Regions from separate parts of the Zea mays genome. Here region 1 is linked to region 2. Evidence: chromatin contacts called from public Hi-C data. All regions are on one chromosome and are shown on one strand. Each heading gives the region's core, a stretch centred on a gene start, on an enhancer-like site or on the middle of the called end of the contact. The rest is flanking DNA. Distances are from core to core; before and after follow the strand shown. Region 1 holds the start of LOC100384325. Region 2 holds the start of LOC103639629 (probable helicase CHR10).

Region 1 (2,735 bases), core at 33-2,532, 260 kb after region 2:
TCAAAGCATAAAATGGAATCTGATCATATGCATGATGTCCATAGACAATTAGATGATCCAGGAGGAGTGGAGAACAGTTAGAAAACTTATCTATTGCTAAGAGATGGTAAAGCGGATAAGTACCTTCAGAAGGCCACTGGTTTACATCGTTATGCATATCACCATCATCAAGAGGCCCAATGTAAAAACTCTCCTTAAGGTCTCCTATAATATATCATATTTGAGAAAGCAGCAGGAGATTAAACAGTCTCTATTTTTTAATGAGACATGTTGTTAGCAGAAGATCTGCTTCTGTTTCAATAAGGAAAGCAAACAAAATTACAAGGAATTCAGTATAGGAATATTACAAGGAGGAGACAAAAGCTCAAAAAAAATATCCCGACAGATTCCACTATATTATTGCAAGGACCAGAAGAAATGGTACAGAAGTGTGGTTGTACCTTCAAACAACAAGAGATAACAATGTGCAGAATGGGTTCTTCAGTATTTGTCTATTCTTTATGGACTTGTCCTCAACCCACTGCACCTAGTTTCTAGATTCATCACAGTCTAATCAGATAGCTGAAGCAATGTAAGATTGACTAAACGAAAATTCCTTCACGCTTCTGCCTATCACCAGGGAAAAGTGTCCTATTAAACGTTTCTGCCTATCACCAGGGCTAAATGAAAACTCCTTGACCCTTCCTCTGCCTAAATTCCTTATCCCACTACACGTTTTGTTGTGACAGAAACAAAAACAATGCTATTACAGTATTATTATGATTCAGTTCAGTTTTAGCTATGGCAGCAGCCAGTGATTCATTCTATAGAAGAAGAAAAAAAAAGTTGTGCGAGACACTCCATTGGACTCCAGTGCAGAGGAGCAGCAGGTGCGGGCAGAGATATCGGACCTACGAACTGGGAAGAGGCGTCGAGCTTCTCGGCGTAGGGCGGCGTGTAACCCCGGTGGTTTGCGCCCCTGAGCAGCGCCATCTTATCCTCCATAGGCAGGTCGAAGAACCTCTTGCTCTCCGCGAACACCGCCTCGAGCAGGCCGCGGTCCACTCCGTGGTTGGTCACGTAGAAGAACCCGTGCTCCACGCACGCCTGCGCAACCAAATAAGCTCGCAGTCTCATTCTTTCTGGGTGTTGTTTTTCAGGAGCCTGGGGATCGAGTGGAGTCACCTGTCGGATGGATTCAGCGGCGGCGCGGAGGTCCGGCAACGCGAGGTCCACCACGGGAAGGTGCAGGCTCCCCGCCATCTCCGGCTTGGCTGAAGCTTGGAGCGGAAGCCGCCGGTGAATTGCTGGCGTGTGGCGTGGCTGCCGGCTTTCATGTATGATTAAAAGATTTTTCTAATGTGAACTCTGTTAGATTCCTAATCCCCCATAATATTGATTAATACTAGAAGGTCTATCTATATGGAAAGGCAAAAAAATAGTTATATATACATATATAGCAAAAAAATATATTAAATACTTTTATTTTCATTAAAAAATTGTACTTCAAACATCTCTTCCATCTTCGTTTTGTTAGGTTATCTTTTATAAGAGTCACTACCATCCGCAAATACCATAGAAAAAAATTAATTTTAAACATAAGTTTTAGTTTCCAAAGCAAAACATTGCGATTTGGAGTGGAGTCGTGCATTAAAATAAGGTACATCGACTGGACAGAGAAAAGGAGTTGGGATAGCTGTTTTTTATAGTATTATATTTTTAAAGCAACATAATTCTGCTTTTTTAAATGAGTAGAATAGACGGGTCTTTTATAGTTGTTTAAGAAGAGACAATAAAATATACATAGTTTTTTTTTCCCGAGCAACGCTTCAACTAAACAGATCTTAAAGCAAGTGAGGCCCTGTTTGGGAACACAGTTTTTCCAAACTGCAATTTTTCAAATACTAAAGTATACTTTAGTCATGACATTACTACAGTTTATAATGCTTCAGTTTTCGAATACAACAGTATCCAATATATCAAGGTGTTTGGCAAAAACTTTGGTTGAGACCAATCAGCCAGAGCGGGACCCAGCTGGCGCTCTCTTTACAGAGAAAAACTTTGGCTGAGACCAAAGTTTCAAAAACAGCAAAACAAGTGCAGTATTTACAATACTACAGTTTAGTATACAGAGATTTCAGATGAGTTGTCAAACACCTCAAAGTATATAATATCATAGTATTGCTCAATACTACAATATTGCTTCAATACTGCAGAAAAACTTTGTTCTCAAACACCCCCTGAACCTTCACCGACCATCGGGAAAGAGCATATAAAGCTATCCTGATCCCGCATGGATGCGGATTGTTGTTATGTTACCAGAGATGGAGGGAGGTGCCAATCCAACTATAAAATGGGCTGGGCTGCAAGAGTATGGTTCGTCTGGAGGACATATTGCCTCGTCTCATCGGCGCGCAGCCTATGAACGCGTTTCGTTGTTGGTTGTCTGTCGTGCTTGCATCGCGGGATGTAATGAGCTGGTGTTTGGTTGTTGTCAACCAGACTCTACGCGTACGAGATGTGTGTTTAGTTACATGCGTACAGATATGGAGTCAGGCTCGCACGATACTTAAAGCACCCTAGGTCAGGCTCTACAGGCGTGAGCAAATTGTTCGCATCTCTGGAGCCTGCAGGCTCCCGCCGACCTGGCTCATACAGCCGGACTACCGGGAGAAGCCAACCAAAAATATGATTAGTTATTATTATCATGTAACTAAATGAACCACGTAAGGAATATATATATTGCTCCCGTTTTT
Region 2 (2,700 bases), core at 75-2,574:
CGTACCGAGTACGACGTTGACGCCGAGGCGATAGCGGCGGATGAGCCAGGCGACGCCATGGAGCTGGTGCGGCTTGAGGTCGGCCGTGACGCCGAGGTCCGGGAGGCGGATTCCTTTGTCCTGGGCGTCGGCGGAGAGGACAAGGTCGGCTGCCGCGAGCAGGCGGCGCTCGTAGGAGGTTGCAGTCGCAGCCATGGGGGGACTGTGGCTGTGGGAGGGAGGAGACTTTTGCGATTATGAAACGCCGCGGATGTGGCTTCGACGAAATGGAGGTGTTGGCGAGGGTTTCGACGATATGAAAAACCAGGGGAAAGACTCCACTCTGAAATAGACTGACAATCGATATTAATCGTTGAGAGAACGAATAACTATCCTCCGTCCGCGCGCTGTTGTCTTCTCCCATCTCCTTCCCTTCTCCAGCTTGACTTCGCTCTCGCCACCGTACTGAAACCCCAAGGAGCCGACCTTCAGTTCCGGCGCTTCAAACACGACCTGAATCCATTTACTGTCCAGCACATTCAGCTTACCTGCACGCCCAGCATAGAAAGAACACATCGAAAAACCGATCAGATTACACAGTTGTTGAATGGATGTGCAGCATGTGCCCAAGAAACCGGCTCCATGGAAAATGTCTGGCCTACCTTTCAATGACACTGCGCCCTCTAGGCCAAAGACGGAGAACGACACCTTGTTCCTGACCACGTCAGGCGCTTCCACCGCCTGGACCATCTCGTCGGTTTTGAATACCAGGCGGCCAAGGGCGTCCGGTAGAGCCCGCCCGGCGAGGTTGGCACCGAGCAGTACACAACCTCCCATTCTTTTGGCAGTACGAATAACCATCCTCCGTCCGCCCGGCGGGGACTTGACGGGGTCATCTATGCAGTACTTCCCCAGCTGCAGCGCGACCTCAGCCACTTCCTGGTGCCCATCTTTTGGCAGCAGCACTTCTCGGTCAATTCCCTTCACCTGTCGATCGGCACAATATGTATGTATGTAAACAGCGTCTGAAGAAACCAAGATTCACGCAACAAACGAACTAAGCGAGGTAGCAGAACCAAAGCAGAAACCATGAATCCGGGAATGGGGCAGGAAGCAACAAGCTACTGACGCTAGGTACCAGCAGGGCCTCGGTACGAAGCTTGCGTCCGGCGCTGAGGTTCTGCAGATTCCCAACAGCAGGTAAATGGAGAATGAAGAAGAGATCTCGGATGGAAGGAAGAGAGGGGAACAGGGAGGGAAAAACCACTCCTATACCAGGCAAGGAGATCTCCCAGGCAAGAGGCAAGATCGGCGAGAGAGAGAAGGGAAGGAGACGGCAGAAGACAACGGCGCGCGGACGGAGGATGGTTATTCGTTCTCTCAACGGCTAGTATCGATTGTCAGTCTATTTCAGAGTGGAGTCTTTCCCCTGGTTTTTCATATCGTCGAAACCCTCGCCAACGCCTCCGTTTCGTCGAAGTCACATCTACGGCGTTTCATAATGGCAAAAGTCTCAGGAGGGAGGGGGTCGAGCGGGAGCTGATTTCCTGCTGGGCATAGTCGCATAGACTTCCTGGGTCGCAGTCTCGCACAGACGTGGGAAGCAGTTGGTGGGCCCTACAAGTCCACGTGGGTAGATATCACAGGGCTGATATCGTTTTTAATGTTCGAAAAATGATTTGGAATTTTCAAAAATTCTAGAAAAAATCGTAGATATGATTTGGCATCTAATGAATTCAAAAAACATATTTACAACTTTTGAAAATATTTTAAGTACCTCAAATAAATAGATTTTAAATTTTTAAAAGTAGAAAAATATTTAGAAAAAATATGAAAATTTACCGAAAACTTTTAAAAGATATATTAACATAGATATATTAACATGTTTCAAACACTTCTTACACTAAGAAACACTATGCAATAGCAAGAATGCAACAAACAAGGCACTTCTAGAGATCACGCCAACATAGAACAAATAACTCTCTATTGTTTTAATAAAGGGAAAAGAAAAGCGAAGAAAGTAAAGAGTAACACCTAAATTTTGAGTATATAGTAAATAAAGTTTTATACCCTAAAATTAAGGGTGTTACACGAGGAGGTGGACTGGAGCTATCATAAGAAAGAGTGGTGATGATCGTTGCTCCGCTCACCAGGCGAAGCCCGGCGCTGCCACGTATCATGCGACACATAGTGTGAACCACCGGGGAAACCGATACCGACCTCCGGAGTATAACGCGCCTCACCATTAACTACGGACAAGACATATACATGCCCACTCTAGCGGTCGGCGATACGACCGAAGTACACGGACCACACAGTGTCTCGTGTGTTACCGAGGCGGGACCTTTGACTCTCTGCACCGTGTGGGCTGCTGCCATCATGGCCCCACTGTAGTGAGCGAGGTACCAAGGCGAAGGCTGACAGGTGGAGAAGACATGACGACATCGCCTGAGCATCCCTACACACGGTAGCACTTCAGCCTACGCCGCAACCTACTTCTACGCTCTGCCCCGATTAGACGAGTCAAGAGCACGGTGGGCAGTAGCACTTCAACCTACGTCGCAACTTATTCTTGCGCTCTGGCTTGATTATACGAGGCAAGGGCACGGTAGTCCAGGAGATCTACACGAAGACCAGAAGAAGATCTGTTCCCCACGAACATCTGACTGATGCGATCACGTGCGTCCGAGAGGCCGATAGACTCACGCTCGGTGCGTGACA

What was found. Hi-C and Micro-C count contacts between places; a contact is called where the count stands out from the background.
Region 1: a contact with region 2 is called in a Hi-C map of leaf, with 2.4 times the contacts expected there. The contact joins the promoter of LOC100384325 here to the promoter of LOC103639629 in region 2. A contact is called at or near these places in 8 of 25 Hi-C or Micro-C datasets (bundle sheath, ear, leaf and 1 more).

The regions. Positions count from the first base shown.
Region 1 is chr9:162,038,426-162,041,160 of Zm-B73-REFERENCE-NAM-5.0, forward strand. It overlaps LOC100384325, which reads right to left and starts at 1,283. Exons shown (of 10, transcript NM_001176878.1): 1 at 1,165-1,283; 2 at 891-1,086; 3 at 124-204. The coding sequence starts at 1,242.
Region 2 is chr9:161,778,559-161,781,258 of Zm-B73-REFERENCE-NAM-5.0, forward strand. LOC103639629 (probable helicase CHR10) reads right to left here and starts at 1,325. Exons shown (of 18, transcript XM_020544007.3): 1 at 1,255-1,325; 2 at 642-1,159; 3 at 6-527. The coding sequence starts at 195.